4 separate regions of the Mus musculus genome follow, and all the other regions are linked to region 3. A link is a contact called in public HiChIP or PLAC-seq data. All regions are on one chromosome and are shown on one strand. The core of a region is the stretch at or near the end of the contact, and the rest is flanking DNA. Distances in the headings are between cores, read along the strand shown.

Region 1 (4,853 bases), core at 1,985-4,484, 310 kb before region 3:
TTTTTTTTTGGAGGTTAACTTCTTGAGTTCTTTATATATTTGGATATTAGCCCTCTATTGGGTGGAGGGTTGGTGAGGATTTTTTCCCAATCTGTAAGTTACTGATTTGTCCTATTGATGTTGGTGTCCTTTGCCTTACAGAAGCTTTTCAGTTTCACGAGGTCCCATTTATCAATTGTTGATCTTAGAGCCTGAGAAATTGGTGTTCTGTTCAGGAAAATTTCCCCTGTGCCCATGACTTTGAGGCTCTTTCCCACTTTCTCTTCTATTCAATTCATTGTATCTGGTTTTATGTTGAGGTCCTTGATCCACTGGGACTTGAGCTTGGAGCAAGGTGATAAATATTGATCTATTCTCATTAATCTACATTCTGACCAACCAGTTAGACCAGCACCATTTATTGGACTCTTTCTTCTTTCCATGGTATGTTTTTGGCTTCTTTGTCAAAGATCGAGTGTCCATAGGTGTGTCAGTTTATTTCTGGATTTATCAACCTGTCTGTCTCTGTGCCAATACCATTTGGTTTGTATCACTATTACTCTGTAGTACAGCTTGAGGTCAGGGATGGTGATTCCCCAAGAAATTCTTCTATTGTTGAGAATTGTTTTGGTTATCCTGGGTTTTTTGTTTTTCTATATGAAGTAGAGAATTGTTCTTTCCATGTCTGAAGAATTGTGTTGGAATTTCGATAGGAATTGTATTGAATCTGTAAACTGCTTTTGTTAGGTGGCAATTTTCACTATGTTAATCCTGCCTATCCATGAGCAGAGGAGATCTTTCCATCTTCTGCTATCTTCTAAAATTTCTTTCTTCAAAAGACTTGAAGTTCATGTCATACCGCTCTTTCACTTACTTGGTATGAGTTACACCAAGATATTTTATATTACCTGTGTCTATTTTGAAGGGTGTTATTTCCCTATTTTCTTTCTCAGCTTGTTTATCATTTGTATAAAGGAAGGCTACTGATTTGTTTGAGTTAATTTTATATCCCACCACTTTGTAGAAGTTATTTATCAGCTATAGGAGTTCTCTGATGAAATTTTGGGGGTCGCTTATGTATATTATCATATCATCCACAAGTAGTGATATTTTGACTTCTTCCTTTCCAATTTGTATCCCCTTGATCTCCTTTTGTTATCTAATTGCTCAAGCTAGAACTTCAAGTACTATATTGAATAGGTAGAGAGAAAGTGGGCAGCCTTGTCTAGTCCCTGATTTTAATGGGATTGCTTCTAGTTTCTCTCCATTTAATTTGATGTTGGCTACTGGTTTGCTGTATATTGCTTTATAATGTTTAGATATGTGCCATGGATTCCTGATCTCTCCAAGACTTAAGGCTTTTTCAGCATCTAATGAGATGATCATGTGACTTTTCCCCTTGAGTTTGTTTATATAATATATTACATTGAAGGATTTTCATCCCTGGGATGAAGCTTACTTGATCATTGTGAATGATTGTTTTGATGTGCTCTTGGATTCAGTTTGTGAAAATTTCATTGCATATTATTACACATATTCATAAGTGAAATCAGCCAGAAGTGCTCTTTCTTTGTTGGGTCTTTGTGTGGCTTAGGTATCAGAGTAACTGTGGCTTCATAGACTGAATTAGATGGTGTTCCTTCTGTTTCTATTTTGTGGAATAGTTTGAGGAATATTGGTGTTAGCTCTTCTATGAAGGTCTGGTAGAATTCTGCTCTAAAACCATCTGCCCTGGGCTTTTTTTTGGTTGGGGGGTTTTTAATGACTACTTCTACTTCCTTATGGGTTATGGGACTGTTTAGTTTACCTGATCTTGATTTAATTTTAGTACATAGTATCTGTCTAGAAAATAATCCACTTCATCTAGATTTTCCAGTTTCGTTGAGTATAGGCTTTTGTAGTAAGATCCAATGAAAATTTTTTTTTAATTTCCTCAGTTTCTGTTGTTATGTCTCCCTTTTCATTTCTGATTTTGTTAATTTGGAAACTGTCTCTTGTGCCCTTTAGTTAGTTTGGCTAAGGGTTTTCTATCTTGTTGATTTTCTCCAAAGAACCAGCTGTGGTTTTGTTAATTTTTTTTTTTTTTTTGCATTTTCTTTGTTTCTAATTGGTTGATTTCTGCCCTGAGTTTTATTATTTCTGCCATCTACTCCTCTTGCGTGAGTTTATCTTTCTGTTCTAGAACTTTCAGGTATGCTGTTAAGAGTATGGGATCTCTCCAATTTCTTTATGAAGGCACTCTGTGCTATGAATTTTCCTCTTAACACTGCTTTCATCGTGTCCCATAAATTTGGGTATGCTGAGTCTTCATTTCCATTGAATTTTAGAAAGTCTTTAATTTCTTTCTTTATGTCTTCCCTGACCAAGTTATTGAGCAGAGAGTTGTTCAGTTTCCATGACTATGTAGGCTTTCTGTTGTTTTTGTTGTTATTGACGTGCTGAGAAGAAGGTATAGTCTCTTCTTTTAGGGTGAAATATATGCCTATAGATATCTGGTAAATCCATTTGGTTCATAACTTATGTTAGTTTCACTGTGTCTCTGTTTAATTTCTGTTTCAATGACCTGTCTATTGGTGAGAGTGGGATGTTGAAGTTTCTCAATATTAATGTGTAAGGTCCAATGTGTATTTTGAGCTTTAGTTAAAGTTTCTTTTATGAATGTGGTTGCCCTTGCACTTGGAGCATAGATGTTCAGAATTGAGACTTCCTCTTGGTGGACTTGTCCTTTGAGCATGAAATGTCCTTCCCCATCTCTTTTGATAACTTTTGGTTGACAGATAACAGCGGCTTTCTGAATGGTGGAGAAAACAGTCAGCAGTGCCTGTTTTAGGCGCCAGGGTAAAGCTGCCTGTGTTTCACTTCCTGTCAGTGTGCTTGTACTCAGCTGACAATAGAGGGTGACATGGAAGTCGGGAGATTAGAAAGGATGCTGATTGGTCTCATGCAGATTCAGTTCTCCAGCTAAGAACAAAAAAGTCCTGTATTTATAACTACGGAGCCTAGTTCTTCAGAAAGAATAAATGGTCATACATTCAGTGACCATTTTATCTATTAATCTATTTAGCAACTTGAGGGTTTCAGAAAACTCTACATGAGAGCAAAAGCAACCTCTGTAATTTCACCCCCCCCCCCACCAAAAAAAAAAAAAAAAGATATTTTTGTAGCGATCTTGATTGATGGGTATTGGATGTTCTTTTGTTAGCTTAAACATCTACTCTAAGCCCAGGACTTTCCTTATATAGCTCTCATCTTCCCAGAATTTGGCACGAAAATGGTTTTTAGTGCTGAGTGTTCTCTGCTGCTCTCCTCTCACAGCAGTGCTGGCCTTTCACCTGGTTTTGTGTCTTATTTTAGAAATTGTCCTTGCTCTTCGGTTTTATTTTAAATGTTGGTTGGTATACACTTTGCTACACTTGATATAACCAAAAGGCTAAGAAGCAAATTTTGAGCCTTGCTGCAAATGGCTTCATGGCTGTGGAAGGCAGAAAAAAGGAGGAAAAATGGATTATTTTAAAATGAATTCTTTAGATCCAGAAACAAAATTATTGCAAAATACCTTATCTACACCAAGCCTCAACTACATAAGAAATTTGAGGCCAGCCTCGGATATGTAAGCCTTTGCCTCAAATAAATAAATAAGCAACAATTGCTACCCGGTCCATAGTGTTCTACATAGAATTGCCAGTAAGAGGCAGTTACCATTGTGATTTGATCTTTTTTTAACCAGAATTTTTTTAACATGAGTAGCAAATATCTTTTTGAGTAGCAAGCTTTTCCTTATATTTCAGAGCTTCCAAAGTAAATTTCAGCCTCTCTGCCTGTGTATTTATGGAAAATACACTTGACCGTTAACATTTTTGTTTATGTAGTGTATCCTTGTGAGACAATACCAGAATCACCTTTTTTTTTTTTTTTAAAGTGGATACTATTGGCAGCCAATCTCAGAGAGCATAGCCCTAAACTGGAAACTCAGTTTTTACCATTTACATTGGTGCTTGGAGCAGACCAGAATTATTTGATCCATTTTAGATGCCTATTTCTGTATCCATTTTAGGTACTAAATAGCAGCCTGAAAAGGTCTCTGGAGTGTTTTGCTCTTTGTCATGTTGCTGATAAGGATGTGCGCCTTCCCAGCTGATGTTGAGGAAGCCTGGTGTCATTAGTGCTCATTCATCAACATGAGCACCTGGTTTAACTAGGCACTGGAGATGCAGACATGAATAAAACATGATTCCTGTTCTGGAAAAATTTATAGTTCACTGTGGGAGAGGGGGGTATTTAAAAACATAATTATATATCAAAGTGAGACATTTTATATAATAATATATAGATTAAGTGTTGTCATACTGTGTAGGAGGGAAATAAGTTGGGGGTGATAACATTTCAAAAATGAAAGATTTTTAGGGCAAATTTTGAAGGTTGGATGGGCATTTGCATTTAGAGAAGAGCAAGGATGGCATAGAGAATATTCTGTGCAGAGACAAACAGCTCAGGGACATGTAGGTAAGAAGAAAGTCTTCAGAGAGCTGTAGAGAAAGGCTACATGGGGAAAGAATAGGAGTGTCTCTCCTTTTGGAGAGATGGTCATTTAAAATTTTTAAATTGTACTGGTGTAATCAGATTTGACTTTAAGAACTCATAGCAATTTGGAATCAGAGGAAGACAGGAAGCAAACACCAGTCAAAAAAAGTATCTGTTGGGCATGCTTGACACATGCCTCTGATCTCATCGCTTGGGAGGCTGTGTGTAGAATTTTGAGAGTTCAGTGCCTTCTTGGGCTGCATAATGGGACCTGTCTCAAACAAGAGCAACAGAACAAAACAAGACTTCTTATTTCCAAGGAAAAGAAAGGTTTACAGTAACAACTCCTGGGG
Region 2 (4,684 bases), core at 127-2,626, 350 kb before region 3:
CCTAGCTCGGAAAATAAGGTGTGGAGGTGATTGAGGCATGCACACACGGACACAAGTTCACCACACAGGTGGAGGTGAGGGAAAATTCTATACTTTGGAATGGTTTTTTTTTTTTTGTTGTTTGTTTGTTTTTATTTGTTTGTTTTTATTTTTTCGAGACAGGGTTTCTCTGTATAGCCCTGGAGCTCACTTTGTAGACCAGGCTGGCCTCAAACTCAGAAATCTACCTGCCTCTGCCTCCCGAGTGCTGGGATTAAAGGCGTGCACCACCACTCCCGGCTCTTTGGAATGATTTTTATAGACTCATTCTGGGCCTGGCAGTGGTGGTGCACACCTTTAATCCTAGTACTTTAATCACACGGATTAATTCTTTAATCTTGCAGAGGCAGACAGATCTTTGAGTTTGTGGCAAGCCTGGTCTGTGAGTTCCAGGACAGCCGGGACTGGCCGGGACTACACAGAGAAACCACATCTAAAAGAAAACAAAACAAAAAATCATTCTGAATACCATTGCCCTCATCATAGCATTATGGAAAAGCAAGCACTATAGGAACAAGCTGGAGTGTAAGTACTAGTAATTGGACTGCTGTCTGAGAACCTGGACTCTAGTACTGATCTTACCCTAAACAGGTTATGCATGGCATTTGACCTAACACTTAATATTTCCATTTTAAGCAGTGGTGTCTAAGTTGTTATAGCTCAGGTCCTTTTGAATCTTTATTATATCTGTATCATGAAACATTATAATAAAGCATTCCAAAGTATAGAATTTTCCCTCACCTCCACCTGTGTGGTGAACTTATGTCCGTGTGTGCATGCCTCAATCACCTCCACACCTTATTTTCCGAGCTAGGGTGTCTCTCTGACCCTGGAGCTCACTGTTTTAACTAGACTGGATGTCCAGGGAGCCCTCAGGATCCCCTGCCTCCATCATCGGGGTTACAGGTATCAATTTAGCCTTCTTGGAATCTCTCAATTGAGATTAACACCCCCCCCCCCCCCAAACCCCCCGGGCATGGAGCGTGAGTGAAGATGGGTACTATTCGACATTTCCTTCATGATCTTGAAGAGAAGTTGCAGATTGGAATAAACAGGCAACAGCACGTAGTTTTGTCTGTAGACCTTTCAGGCTTGTGTGGCATGCTGCTGCTCTACCCATTATATTCTCAACTTTTCCATTCTGGGATTATGAGGAAACAGAAGTGAGGGCGAGGGGACAGAGTAGAGGACAGGAAAAGCAAAGGGGCTGAGTAGCCAGCCTGTGAGCGTTCGCTCAGCTGCCGTGGAGGTTAAGTAAACTTTCCGTCACAGACTGCGTTCTTTTCCAGGGTTAGCTCGCTGCTGCTGGCTTCTCCTCCCTGCACTTCACAGGGAGACAGCTGACTTGTGTGGGTTTTTCTACAGCAGTCCCTCGAGACTGAAACTACTCAGCTATATTTGTTCTGCTGTGAGAACAGATAACTGGGAGGCAATTCAAAACATTTGTTTAATATTTTCTTGGAAATCCTTAAAGAAGCAAAGGGTTTTACACCTTGATTTAAAAAATAAAAATAAAAAGGTCACTGGTTCTACGCATCCTAAAATGTTTGGTGATTCTTAGTTTCCTGTTTCTTTCAATGCTTTTTTTTTTAGCTTCTAATAGCAGAATAACCTAGGAAAGTGTTTTGCTCTGATAACTTTTATATGACCAGGGAGAGGTTGGTTGGCCCATAGAGTAGCATGGGAAAGATTTTAATGTCATTTGTTGCATTAGTTTCATATATATTTGCCCAAAGGTTTTGTCTAAATAAAATCTTACACTGAGACTCAATCTATAAAGGAGATAAAAAGTGGTAGGTATTAACGAGGTAGCTTATGTCTGGTTTGTGTAGGAAATCAATCATGAGTGAATGACAGTAGGGACCTGGGAGATTGTGGAGAAAGTCTCCCTACATTTCCTACAAATTGATATTATTTTTCTAGGGAACATTCTCATAGTCCAGTGGTCTTGAGACATCTCCTATGACAGTGTGACTTCTGAGTCCCTTCTGAAAGACCTACCTGAGGCTCTTCTTGAGCTGGTCTTTCCTGAAATGCATTTGTGGCTTGCTGGTGTCTTTGTTTTCTTGTTCTGGTTTTTGTTTTTATTAGAGATTTCCATGAAAGAAAATACATCATGAATCTCTCTCTCCACTAATAAAGACCTTCCATTTTTGGGGTCCATGTTTTCAGGGATGCGTGTGTCTGTGTGTCACTGGGGACAGGCTTTGACGTTTCAAAAGCCCACCGCATTCCTAATTAGCTTCCTCATTTGCATGCTTGCATGTGTCGCCCCTCCCCCACTTGCTGTGGCTCTGATGCAAGCTCTCAGATACATTCCAGTGCCATTCCTTCTGCCATGCTCCCGACATGATGGTCATGGATTCTGACCCTCTGAAACACTGAGCCCTAAAATCAATGCTTTCTTTTGTAAGTTGCCTTGGTCGTGGAGTCTTAGCACAGCAATAGAGAAGTAATAAGACAGGTCTCTTGCAGTCAAACTGTCTCAATGCCCCCTGTAGCCAAGCTTACCTTACACTCCTATTTCTTAACTTCCTTAGCTGGGGTTATAGGCATGAGCTACCGTGCCCAGCCCATTACAGTCTCAGGGGACTATCTATATTGTACATGGAGTCTTTGGTTCACTAAAACATAATTGTGAGGTACATGACTTAGTTGAAACAGTCAATATGACGCCTTTTTAGACTGGCTGAAGTGTAGAACTCATTCAGAGTTCGTCCATATCCCTCCTGAGATTGACAGCTCTTTTCTTTTACGTGCTGGATTCCTCTGTATTCCAGCCTCCGAGTGTACAGCAGCTTATTTACCTTCTAAAGGTGTCTTAGTTGCTTCCTAGTTTTGTCAACTATGAATAATACAGATATAAACATCCCTATACAGTTTTCTTTTTAATACAGACATGATATTTCAGCCCTTGTGGGTAAAATGCAAAGGGACACAACCACTGCTTCACAGCGAGAGTATGTTTGTTTTGTAAGAAACTAAGCGTGTCCCAGAGCAGCTGTGCAGCTCTGCCTTCCAGTCCACAGTGAGCCTGCTGCTTCCCATCCTCTCCCGCATCCAGTGCAGTCAGTGTTCTGGATTTTGACCTTTATCCTAGGTATGTGATGATCTTGTTGGGCTTCTGGGTGCGTGGCCAGCATCCTGCTGTGAGTCATTCTCAGTGGATCACATGGCTCATCCCCTCCCACCTCGATAAAATGGACAGCAGTTAGTGTTTTCAGCAGTCTGACCCAGAAGTTCTTAGTGTACCTGAGTAAGCAAGAGGTTAGGGAGAGTTTTAAGTCCTTGAGACAATATACCAGTTAGTAATATGTAACTCAAAACAGACATTCTACTTATGGGGCTTTTTGTCTTTTTTTGTTAATATTGTGTGTGTGTGTGTGTGTGTGTGTGTGTGTGTGTGTGTGTGTGTGCGTGCTTGTAGGAGTCAATTCTGTCCTTCACCTGGTAATATACAGAAGTATCTGTATCAGATCAGGTTCCTCTCTACCCTCCACTGCCCCGCCATCCTGTCCACATTCCCTCCCAAGGCTCTCCCTTCCTCCCTCCCCACTTGTGATTGCTTTCTTCTCTCTCCCAAGTGGGACTGAGGCATCCTGACTTGGGCACTTCAGCTTGTTGAGCCTTTTGAATTCTGTGGACTGTATCTTGTATATTCTGTATGGGTTTGTTCTTTCTTTCTCTCTCTCTCTCTCTCTCTCTCTCTCTCTCTCTCTCTCTCTTTCTTTCTTTCTTTGGCTAATATCCACTTGTTAGTGCATGTATACCATGTATGTCCTTTTTGTCTGAGTTGCCTTATTCAGTATGATATTTTCTAGTTCCATCCATCCATTTGCCTACAAAAGTCAGAATGTCCTCGTTTTTGATAGCTGAGTAGTATTCCATTGTGTAAATAAACCACATTTTCTGTATCCATTCTTCTGTCATGAGACAAGAGTGTACCAAAGACTTGGGAGGTGAGAGACTCCCAGAACCCATAAGGAGGGACCTTTGATGAGGTGCTGGACAGTGAGGAGAGGGAACTTGTGGAGCCCACCTCCAGCAGGAAGACAGGACATCAAGTGAGGGATGGGGTTGCCATCTCACAGTCACATCTCTGACCCATAATTGTTCCTATCTGAAAGAATTACAGGGATGGAAATGGAGTGGAACCTGAGGAAAAGAAGGTCCAGTGACAGGCCCAAAGTGGGATCCAGCTCAAGAGGAGGTCCCAAGGCCTGACACTATTCCTGAGGCTATGGAATGCTCACAAAAAGGGACCTATCATGACTGCCCTCTGAAAGACCCAACAAGCAGCTGAGAGTCAGATGCAGATATTTGCACCCAACCAATGGACAGAAGCAGCTGACCCCTGTTGTTGAATTAGGGAGAAGCTGAAAGAAGCTAATGAGAAGGGCGATCCTGTAGGAGGACCAGCAGTCTCAATTAATCTAGACCCCTGAGATTTCTCAAACACTGGACTACCAAATAGACAGCATACATCAGCTGATAGGAGGCCCCCAACACACATACAGTAGAGGACTTCAGGGTCTGGGTTCATTCAGAGATGATGCACCTAACCCTCAAGAGACTGGAGGCCCCAGGGAGTTTAGAGGTCAGGTGGGGTGAGGGGTGGGGCCATCCATGTGGAGATGGGGTAGGG
Region 3 (5,466 bases), core at 2,263-4,762:
CTTGAGCGAAGCCTATGAGCCACGGGATAAATGGCGTTTGGCTAAACCACAGAAACGGATTGACGGAGCGAGCACCTGCCACTCCCCGCCCTTTTGCCTGATACTACATCAGGTAGGCTGCACCTGGCAGCTGGAAGGAAGCCCAGTCCATCAGAACCACCTGAAGTTCCAGTCACAGAAGCCAGCCTTCCTCAGTCTTTGGCCTCTGCACAAGCCCTGCTACCTGCCACACCGCCTACGCAAGTAGTCGGGTCATCTGTCACCATGGTTACCAGTAAACCCACTCTGTGAGATCCTGGATGCATTCATGCAACAAGAGCTTCAGAGGTTTCTTCTTCACCTGACTCCAATCGCAGGCCGGAGAAGGAGGGCAGGAGTAGGGGAGAGGGGGGCACACATTTCCAGGCCACGGCAGAATCAGCCGGCACTCTTCCCTCCCAGAAGAAGCTGTGGGCCACCAGCCCTCCTCAGGAGAAGCTGGGTTACCCAGCAGGGATGGCTTGTCTACACAGGCTTTGCATCCAGCCAGCTGCTCCATACCAAGTGGAGCAGCCCTCCTCCCTTCCCAGAGCCTGTGTCCAGAGCTTCCGCTCAGAAACCACCAGCTCGCCTGAGGCTAAGCGCTTCCTAGCATCTCAGCTTTCTCACAGGCAAATGGGAGCTGTTCTGGGCCTGCAACTCCTAAGACTTGGTCATCTGTCATGGAGGGAACACACCGGTGCTGTGAGGGGAAGCAGGCAGGGATTTCAGTTCAACTCTTCCCCTCGGCAGCTCAGCTCCAGCCTTCCCACCCCCACTCCCCCAACCCGCCCCCATCAGCTTCTCTTCACTCCTTGCCTGGACTAGGACAGTAGTCTCCTGAACCTCACTCACTCTCTCATTCGATCCATCCTCCTGTCACAAGGCCTGGAGGACAGCAGTCCAGATTTTTAATTGCGCTGGACACCACCTCCATGGTAGCCTTGGTGACAGAGAAAGAGACCCCTTCAACTCTCAGCCTCTGAAACCCAAATGGAAGGTGACTGGCCACTTACCTCTTGGCCTTTCCCCAGCATGGCTGATGCCCTTGCCCAAACCCTGAGTCTGTGCCCTCAGCCTGCCAGCCTGCCAGCCTGCCAGCCTGGTGTCCAGGCACACTCTGTGTGGATGCTCCAGGAACCCGGGAGAGGGAACACCCCACCCAGAAGGCCCTGAGCCTTCATCTGTCCCTCATGGATAACCCTTGGCATTTCAGCTGTGTGTTGACAGTCCCCTGCTTGTGCTTCGGAGAACCTGGCTCTTCCCTATCACCATGGGGGTTAGGGGGGTCCTGAGCTCAACCTCCATCACCTCCTCAGCCTCTCTCCCTCAGCAATGCCATCAGATTAACCTCATTTCTGAAAAGTTCCCTCTTGCCTGGCTACTCAGACCCTCAAGGCCACTAGGCCCCTCAGTCAAAGCCCATACTCGAAAGCCTGCCACTTGGGCTGTCTATGTGACACCACACTGATATTAGGCATAGATGGAAATTGGAGAAAGGCTGTTTTGTTTTGTTTTGTTTTGTTTCTGTCCTCTCTATGGGAAAGGGCTTGCCTCTTCTTTCCTGGCTAATTCTGACTCATCCTGCAATGCCCAGTTCACAAGCCATTCCCTGTCCCTCCACAGAGCGAGTCTCTAAGCTCCGGTTCCCAGGCCGCCTTGGCTCCTTCATCCTCTGCAGTCTAACTTGCTCCAGCACGCTCTCTCTCCTACCTGGCTAGGGTCTGACTCTGGAGGAAGTAGATCCAATCCTGTTCTGTACACAGCGCCCAGGATGATAGTGTGCCCAGGGGCAGAGGTGGCCATGTATCTAGGTGTGCCTAGATATTGATGAGAGACATTTGGTAACAAAACGAGATAAAAATCAAAGATGTGACCAGAAAAGTAGTATCCAGAGACAGAGTTACCTTGAGGCCAGTCCCTGTCCCTCCTCAGCCTGGGCCTGGACTCTAATATCCATGACCCTTGAACATCTGCGAGATACCTCACAGAGGCCAAAGAAGACTCAGCCATTCCAGAAATGGCCCATACAAACAAGGCAGAAAAAACAATAAGAAACCCCAGCTCCTGGTTAGCCCCTGGATCTGCTGTTCCCAGATCTCCTCAAAGGGGAGGAGGGAGGGTCTGCAGGTCCCTGCCCTGCGTTGGGGAGGAGGGGGTTCATCTGCTGTCCTCTCAGCCCCTCACATTCATGCCCCCACACCCTGACTCCTATGGACGCCAGGGTTCACTCGGGTCTCTTGGCAGCAGAATGTGTTTTAACTCAGTGTCTTACCAAGGCAACCCTAGCATGGCACCCTTCCCCCTAGGAGGCCTCGACCAGCCCCAGGCTGGGTCCTGGAAAGACAGGAGTGAGGGCTTTGCTAGTGACAGGCAAGAACAACCCTGTTACTGAAGAGGAATTAGAGAGATGGAAGAGAAGATGAAGAGAAGTCCCCTCTGGGACTGTCCACACTCGCCCCTGATTACAGAGCCACCACTCACTAACCTCTGCTAACCCAGCCCCCACTCCCAGCCCAGACTTTCTCTGAGGGAGGACAGGCGCTTAAGCTTCAGTTCTGCAATCTGCAAGCGATGTCAAGGCCCCCGGACTCCAGGACAAAGATGATCAGACTGCCTCTGGATCCTCAGTGTCTACTCCAGTTGGGCCCCCTCTCTTCCTTCCTTACGCCTGTTTAGCCCAGACTGGGGGTTCTCCGCAAAAAGATTGCCAGGCGTCATGGTTCTAGTTGTGGCTGCTCTCAGGACTGAGAGGTACAGAAGCTGGAACTACTCAGTTGATGAAGGAGATGGTTAAGGCTCAGAGAGGGGCAGTTAGAAGGCCAAGGTCACACAGCAAAGGCCCAGAAGCACCTAGATCCCCCACCTTCCAATCTCGTGCTCTCAGAGTCCTAAAGATAAGTAAGGAGCACTCGAAATGTCAAGAGTGCAGACACTGCCCCCGCCCCCCGACATGAGCACTCAAACACCCAAAGCCCCCTTAACTCCTAGACTTCAGAGGGCCTTACCTTAGAACCCACTCCTGGGCGGGGCGCATGGGCCGGACTAGACTAGGCTGGGCCAGTCGAGGTCAGGGCGGGTCCTCCGCTCCCCTACCGAGGGGTCCCAGACCGCAGGGATGCTGCTGCTACTTTGTGATGTCCAACTCCACCCACCCCGCTCCGCACAACCCTAGATGGACCTGGGCAGTGCAACTGCGCGGTCTCAGAGCTGCGGGACGGAACTGGGAGAGGGGTGAGGTGCGGGGAAACGGGGCGGAGCCACAGCGGGGGTTACCCTGCGAGCTCCCAGTCGGGCCGCGTCCCCTTTAAGGCCAGCTGGTCCCAGTGCCGGCGGGGCGGGCCAGTAGGGGGCTGGCTCTCCGCGTAGCCTCCTGGGAGGTGGAGTCCGGGCCCGGCACGCGGCACAGGAAGGAACGCAGAGGGGACTACAAGTCCCGGCGGCCAGCGCGCGGCCCGGGACGACCCGCCCCTGCCCCAGCCCGGCCCACCCCCTAGCGAAGCTGCGCTGGCTGGAGGGGAGGCTGCCGAGCGAGGGCAGGAGGTGGGTGCGGTGCGCAGGGGTTTCGGGGAGGGCTCTGGACCCAGCGGACGCATACATGTCTTTCCGGGCACCTGTCCTGCCGTGAAAGGTCATCTGTCGCAGCCTCGCTGTTCTCATCTGTGAAATGGGGTAGCCCCGCCCGTGGCCGCGGGGGAGGGGCGCGTTTCGGGGTGAGGGGGTAGACCGAACCACCTGAGGGGCGGGGCTGGAGAAAGGGATGCGCTGTGGGAGGAGCCTTTGGTGGGTTAGGAAGAGGAGCCGAGTCTCTAGGTGAGAAGGGGACCTCTTGTTTGATCAGAAGGGACCGGTTCCAGAGCTGAGGAGTGGGTGCTGGGTTAGGTGGGCGAGCGCGAGGCGGACCACAGGGATGACAGGGACCCCTCCCAGCTCTAGTGAACCCAGGGCGTGTGGATGTACACAGCACCATTCTTTCCATGTGACTAGAAATAAAGAGCCCATCCCTGGAGCTCAGTGCGTCACACACATACTCATTCTACTCACATCCCGCCAAGGCCTCACCGTGATAACTGTTTCCAGTTGAGCAACACACCTGATAAGTGACTTGCCCCCAAAAGCCTTCAAAGACCCTGCCTTTCTCTGCCCACAGGGGAAACAGAGGTTTGGTCTGGGGTGACAGGAAAGAAGCAAGCATTGTGATGCCCCACCCATCCAAAGTTGTGCTCCAGGACCTGTGCCCTAGCACTTTCAATGCCCAGCTACAAGGCAACCCAATGCCCCACCCATCCAAAGTTGTGCTCCAGGACCTGTGCCCTAGCACTTTCAATGCCCAGCTACAAGGCAATCCAATGCCCCACCCATCCAAAGTTGTGCTCCAGGACCTGTGCCCTAGCACTTTCAATGCCCAGCTACAAGGCAACCCTTCTATGGTGTCTTCAGGCTGGAGCTATTTGAAAGCCCTTTGTTTACAGTTATCACTGTTGGGAGGAGTGGGAAGGCCACAGGAAGAGAAAGCTGAAAGGAGGTGTGGGTGCCTGAGGAAAACCACAAGATGAGCCAGGGTGGCTAGGGAAAGTTCTGCCTGCGGTTGAGGGATGGTGTTGGGACCATCTTCAACAAAGCATTTCTGTGCAAGCAAGGAAATGCCTCAGGTTGGGTGGTCTCTTCTTCCAGCCCACCCCCACCCCGCCCTGATGGGCACAAATCCCAGTGCCCCTTGTGTGAACTGAGGGGAGCAGCCTGTAGGCCTCTCAGAGATAGGACAGGGCAAGGTGGCCGTCAGCTGTTGGGTGTGAAAGGATGAAGGGGAAGTCTGCAGAGCTCTGGGCCAAAGCCCTATCCTGGAGATCACCCTGGGTAAGGCTGGGAAGCTGCTAGGTGATCGGCAGTCGTCACTCACTTGAACCCGGTGCTCTGTCCCTTCCCCTGCACAGTGGAAGCCACCATGGCCTTGGCAGCATGACAGCCAATTAGACATTGTCCTACACATTTGATTCCAAAGTGAAAATTCAAGGGAGTATTTTCAAAATGAAAAGTTTTAAAGTGTTTATCTCCAAAACAGGGACATAAATAGTCCTGTTGGTGCACAAGTCCGGGAAGGTGAAGATAGGTCTAACTAAACAAAGTTAAAAAAAAAAAAAAAAAATGTCTTCCCTACTCCCTGCCCAGCCCCAGTTTCTGGGGATAGCAAGGGATTTCTTCAGCAGGGAAGCCAGGCTCCTACTTAGGTTAACTGTGCTAAGTACTGAGCATAAAGTACTGTGCTAAGTACTGAGCATAAAGTGCTTTGAGTCAAAAAGGATGGTGTGGGTGCTACAGGTGAGGCTTGGCAGCCTGATGAGATTTTTCCTTCAAAATCCTGGCCAAGGGGAGGCTAGAAGTCAAGTTGCAGAGGAAGGGAAGGGCCTGTCATGCTGGTCTATAAAGCCTACGAGAGTGTCTATTTCA
Region 4 (5,262 bases), core at 203-2,702, 310 kb after region 3:
TGACCAGGTGCTTATATAATAAAAATTATCTAGGCTTCAGAATTATGGGTTTTTTAAACTAATAGTAGTTTAATAATAAGTGAGCCTTGTTATTGACCAGTAAGTTTAGGGGCATAACTGGACATTGACGATTCAAAATGCCAAAATTACAAAGTGCAATAATTTTCTAATACTGAAAATCTACCACTAGTTACAGTGTGTATTTATTAGCTACTGACAGCATCAATGTATTACCACAGTTTTACAACTTCTCTTAGGCTGGACATGACTGGATGGCGTTAAGTAAGGATGCTATCAGAGCCTGGAGGCTCAGAATCCCTAGAGCAAACAGGCTAGCTATAGGAGCCCTCTCAGTGAGCTTTGGGTATAATTGAGAGACTCTGCCTTAATTTGTACAGTGGGAACCAAGGATGATGCACGATGTTAGCCTTTGTCTTCAAAATGTATGCACCATGCTCCATTGGTGCCCACACATGTGAACATGCAAAGTCATGCATGCATACCTCATAGACATCTTATATAAAAGAAAACCAAACATGTACTGTTGTTTATACAGTGCCTATTTGCATTTATTGTAGAATTAGTATAAATATGAGGCACATTAGAAGTAGTTAATGCATACATGTGCACATATTCCACATTGAAAATCATTTCATATATTCAGGTAAAAACTCAGATAAAAGTTGTAAATTTTATTGAGCTAAGTTTGTTAGTATTTAGACTTCTCCTATAGAAAGTGGCAGTTTTATGTGGTTTAACTAACAAATTTCAGCAACAGAACTGTCCCCCTTAGTTTTAAACCAGAATAGTATTTTTTACACTTATTTCACCACTTGTTTAGGCCTCTGGATACTTTTTTTATAATTGATCAAATACTTTATGAAAGAAGAAATATATAGTGACAAAAGTGTTACTATTAAGTCCTCATGAGGGAGGAGGGAGCACACAGATCTTAAGTTGGCATAATTTAATCAGGTGCTCCCTTAAGTCAGAGAGATACTATAGAAAGTATTTAGATCCTAATTCTAGTAAGGAAAAAACACTTGGTGTAGACAGGTGATTGTTTCATAAAGTTACGTACATGTGGCTAACATTAACATGAACAAATGACCAGCAGGCTGAGAGAATTCCCAGTGGAAACCAGTTAAGTATGCCTTTATCCCAACAGATATCTTACAAATTAATAATTTATAATTTCCACTAAAATGACTAGGTGAATATTACTCAGAAATGCAGGTATTAACAAGTTTACAAGCCAACTGGAACTTATATCTTGCCTTCTACAAATATAAACACTGCGACCACTCTGACTAACCATTTGGTGGTGTCTTCAGATGTTACTATACTATTATACCGTCAGCTTCATTCCTTTGTACTTACTATTAACACAAGGCTTGTCTGAGCGTTTTCATTTCATCTTCTTGATCTTCCATTTGCCTTTGCATTTGAAAACAGTCTTACTCTGTATCTGAAGCTGCCCTTACCCACTATGCAGTTGAAGCCTAGCCTCAGTTATGACCTCATTCCTGTGACTACTGTTATAGTTGCTATAGCATCTTTGTTCCTAACAGTACTCATGCAGTAGATTACTGGTAAGCAGCAAAAGAAATGATCTCATGCGATATGAATTTGTCTCAAAAATCCTTGGTTGTGAAAGAAGCCAAACAGATATAGTATTTGCCTTTATTTGTTGTAAGCTTAGGTATTAACAAGACTACTAAACTGTGGTTATAATAATCAACACTGAGAGCAGCCAGGCGTGGTAACACACACTTGCAATTTTACTGCTCAGGAAGCTGGGGCAGAAGGATCTTAAGTTTTAGGCCAGCCTGGACTACTTAGTGAGTTCTGAGCCAGCTTGGGCTCAAGAATGAAAGCCCCATATTTCGTCTTGCCTTGGTAGGAGTTTATCTGTGTTAGTGTTTGGATATAAGTCTGTGGCTTCTATCCCCCTGGTTCATGTTTTGAACGTGGTCCCCTGTGAGTAATACTACTTTTAGAAAATGATGGAATCTTTAAGAGGTGGAGGACCTAGCCTGAGGGAGTGAGTCGGAGGATGAGGTTTGGTAGCCCGCCCCCCAGCTCACTGCCTGTCTCTACTTCCTTGACTGCCCCTGCTCTTAACCACCATCTCTTCCCAGCCATGATGGGCTGTACCCTTCAAACTAAAGCCAAAGTAACTTTTTTTTTTCTTTTTTGCTGATTTTTGTCAGATCTTTGTTCACAGCAGCAAGAAGAGTGACTAACACAGTGAGTGTCTGTGCAAAGTAACTAACTGAACTGAATGCTAACTGAGCTCCTTTTAGCCCTGGCAGGCTGAAAAAGCCGGGAATCCCAGCATTTCTGAGGCCGAGCTAGCCTGCTCTTCAAAGAAGACATCATGCTAAAGCAATACAGTTTTACAAGTAAACAAGGACATGCTGCCTTCACAGTGTATGAGTTGTACCTCTAAAAATATTTTTAAATGGATTGTGGTTTTGATAGTTATTTACAGAAATTTAAATTCTGAATAGTGAGTACAATTTTCACGTATCTTTATTCATAGGCCTCTACCAGGAAGTTTAAAATATTTTTTTGTTTTATTTTTTTAATTATATAGTATATGTATGTGCAGGTTGTCCATGTGTGAATACAGGTGTTCACAGAGTCCACAAGAGGTTGCTGGACCCTCTGGAACTAGAATCACAGGTTGTTGTGAGCTGCCTGATGTGGTACTGGGAACTGAACTCGAGTGTCGTGCAATGGCAGTGGGTGCTCATTACTACTGAGCCATTTCTAAAACTGTCAGGACATTCATTAGCTATGCTGCTAACAATGATTAAGAAGGTGAGACCTAAGCAGGGTGTGCTGGTGTCTGCCATACAATTCTAGTACTTAGGAGGCAGCAACAGAAGGCTTACCACAAATTAGGCCAGACAAATGCTACAACTATTAATATAAAATACACAAAAATGGAAGTTAAATGAGATGAAGGTGGTCTCTGAAGTCAGATCTTCCAGAATTCAATCCTGCTGTGACCTTAGGGAAGTAACTGTACCTCTGTGGATATCTCTGATTTTGTTCAGTTTGTTTTGAGAAAGGGTTTGCTATGTAGCCTAGGCTGTCCTTGAACCTGTGATCTACCTACCTCAGCCTCCTGAGTGCTGGGAGTTTAGATACGCACTACTATGCCTTTGTGTTGGAGTTGAATTAAAGCTTGCTGATTTGTGCTATCTTAATAATATTGTTGAAGTTATTAGCATGCCTCCATTTTCTTGGCTTCAGTAAAAGACTATTGTTCCTCTCAGTTTTCATTTTTTGCTACCTCAACATGTAGTTGATTCATAAGAGACAGAATAATGTTGCTGAACCTTAAGCCATACTGATAATTAATGTAAGGTACTTGCTATATTTATATTATGCTTTATCCTATTTTAAGGAAATTTTATGGAAATTTTATGGAAAAAAAATTTCCCATTTTTTATGGAAAAAAAGATACAGGATCATAAATGTTTAAAAAAACATTCCCATTTTATGGAAAAAAAGATACAGGATCATAAATGTTTAAAAAAAAATAAATGTGAGCTGTGGTGAAGAATATTCCAAGGTGTCCAGGAAGAGCTAGCTGAAAAGGCTATTCTTGCATTTTGTCTGCTTTTGTTACCATTGGCTTCCAGGGCTATTGTTCCTGAAGGTTTAGCCCTTACCACTAACTCACATCTGAAGAACTATTAGACTTGCAGAAGGAATATTACACAAAACAATAGTTAACAGTATGTCCCATTTCTCCAAAGTCTAGATTATTTAAGATACATATAGGGGCTGTAAGCATTAACATCTGGTAAAGTTGGAAAGTTAGTCTGCCCTAAACTAAGTTTCTAATCTTTTCTACCAACATAATGCAATACAACCAACTTAAGTTTATCCCCTCCCCCCAACCCCCACTAGTTTACAAATGAATGAGACTCAGGCTATGGTTATTTTATTAGGCTTTGACAATTACTGGGGGATAACATCTAATCTACTTTTCTAACTGCTGTCCCGGCTATCTCCCCAGCGGTGTACCCCAGATTCTTACTGGCCTTGTGCTCCTGGTCCATCTCCCCTCATGGCCGCGTCCTCCTCTTCTCTGTCCTCTCTCTTCTCCACCCCAGTCCAGTAACTCAAAACCCACCTCTGATCCTCCAATAACTGGCTGTAGCCAGTTTTACTTAACCAATAGTTTTAAATCAAGCAACAAGGTTTGCACAACAAAAGCTTGTAAGTGTGAGAATTCCCTTGGAGGGTTAGACCTGCTGAACACAATTTAGCATTCAAATACAAAGCAACCGACCAAACCTCCACATTTATTGAAAGTATCATCCTACAGAAAAGCAGCAACTCCTTTTGCTGGATTGGGTCAAAAGTCTTAGGAGTGCTTCCCCTCATTTGTTCTTGCTCTACATATAGTCTGTCAGCAAAACCAGTCAGCTTTCCATGCAAAATTAATCTAGAATTTTACCACGTTTTCATCCCCTTCCTATCTACAATAGTCTCCAGCTACTGTCTTTGTTTTTATGAAAATACATACAAACTTAGAACTTAGTTTGGGCATGATAGTACACATCTATAATTCAGGAGACTGAGGCAGTAAGATCTCTAGTTCCGAATAATCTCTCTCTCTGTCTTTCTCTGTCTGTCTCTGTCTCTTTCTCTCTTTCTCTCTTTCTCTCTCTCTCTCTCTCTCTCTCTCTCTCTCTCTCTCTCTCTCTCTCTCTCTCCCCACACACACACACACCCCAACCCACCCCACCCCAGGGTTGTTTACTATACCTACAAATATTATAGTCAGCATGACAAACCAACTCTCAACAGATTTCCCTCTACCCACGTTTTTGTTTTTGATAGATCTAGTTACTTTTATTTTTATGTGTATAAGTGTGGTTTGTTTGTTTTATTCTTTTGTCTTCCACACATGTGTACATAGGCACACATATACACTTATATGCATATAACAAACATACATCATGCTAACATACATATACAAAAGGATTGTAATAATATGTGAAACATATTCTAGGCTAAGAGAACAGAAGCACTGTCATTTTGTCCTAAAGAATATGGTATTTTGGAGGGGAATTGCTGATATTATAGATTGAAGGAAGAATGGTTTGAAGAAGAAAAAGGGAGGAAGGGAAACATATCCAGATTCTTGTTAGAGTCTATAGTCTACTCTTAAAGTTCCAGTTGTTAGGGGTGGAGAGATGGCTCAGTGGTTAAGGACACTCATTGCTCTTGCAGAGA

The links. HiChIP or PLAC-seq counts read pairs in DNA pulled down with a chosen protein or histone mark.
Region 1: an H3K4me3 HiChIP or PLAC-seq map of bone marrow-derived macrophages shows a contact between it and region 3, with 4 times the contacts expected there. The contact joins the enhancer-like site here to the promoter of Kctd21 in region 3. A contact is called at or near these places in 13 of 39 promoter capture datasets (3T3-L1-derived adipocytes, the C10 cell line, the HPC-7 cell line and 9 more), 1 of 484 Hi-C or Micro-C datasets (bone marrow-derived macrophages), 3 of 115 datasets of contacts at active chromatin or transcription factors (SST interneurons, bone marrow-derived macrophages and microglia) and 3 of 9 other capture datasets (adipose tissue, bone marrow-derived macrophages and liver).
Region 2: an H3K27ac HiChIP or PLAC-seq map of microglia shows a contact between it and region 3, with 7 times the contacts expected there. The contact joins the enhancer-like site here to the promoter of Kctd21 in region 3. A contact is called at or near these places in 16 of 39 promoter capture datasets (3T3-L1-derived adipocytes, the C10 cell line, the HPC-7 cell line and 12 more), 1 of 484 Hi-C or Micro-C datasets (bone marrow-derived macrophages), 8 of 115 datasets of contacts at active chromatin or transcription factors (SST interneurons, bone marrow-derived macrophages, embryonic basal ganglia and 4 more) and 2 of 9 other capture datasets (adipose tissue and liver).
Region 4: a FOXA1 HiChIP or PLAC-seq map of pancreatic cancer cells shows a contact between it and region 3. The contact joins the promoter of Rsf1os1 here to the promoter of Kctd21 in region 3. A contact is called at or near these places in 1 of 39 promoter capture datasets (the C10 cell line), 1 of 484 Hi-C or Micro-C datasets (cerebral cortex) and 1 of 115 datasets of contacts at active chromatin or transcription factors (pancreatic cancer cells).

Annotation. Positions count from the first base shown.
Region 1 is chr7:97,015,372-97,020,224 of GRCm38.p6, forward strand. The region is part of intron 6 of Nars2 (asparaginyl-tRNA synthetase 2 (mitochondrial)(putative)); the gene reads left to right. Among named protein-coding and RNA genes, the nearest start is that of Gab2, 64 kb to the right of the region's middle. Within about 2 kb of position 3,235, at least 22 of the 459 cell types and tissues checked have an H3K27ac peak or open chromatin away from gene starts, as enhancers often do. A contact at or near this core is called in SST interneurons, adipose tissue and bone marrow-derived macrophages, where this site is marked.
Region 2 is chr7:96,984,680-96,989,363 of GRCm38.p6, forward strand. The region is part of intron 5 of Nars2 (asparaginyl-tRNA synthetase 2 (mitochondrial)(putative)); the gene reads left to right. Among named protein-coding and RNA genes, the nearest start is that of Nars2, 35 kb to the left of the region's middle. Within about 2 kb of position 1,377, at least 83 of the 459 cell types and tissues checked have an H3K27ac peak or open chromatin away from gene starts, as enhancers often do. A contact at or near this core is called in SST interneurons, adipose tissue, liver and 2 more, where this site is marked.
Region 3 is chr7:97,328,811-97,334,276 of GRCm38.p6, forward strand. It overlaps Kctd21 (potassium channel tetramerisation domain containing 21), which reads left to right and starts at 3,513. Exons shown (of 2, transcript NM_001039039.3): 1 at 3,513-3,561. It overlaps Usp35 (ubiquitin specific peptidase 35), which reads right to left and starts at 3,299. Exons shown (of 11, transcript NM_001177412.2): 1 at 3,027-3,299.
Region 4 is chr7:97,643,660-97,648,921 of GRCm38.p6, forward strand. Rsf1os1 (remodeling and spacing factor 1, opposite strand 1) reads right to left here and starts at 1,453. Exons shown (of 3, transcript NR_126461.1): 1 at 1,381-1,453. All of the region lies in intron 4 of Rsf1 (remodeling and spacing factor 1), which reads left to right.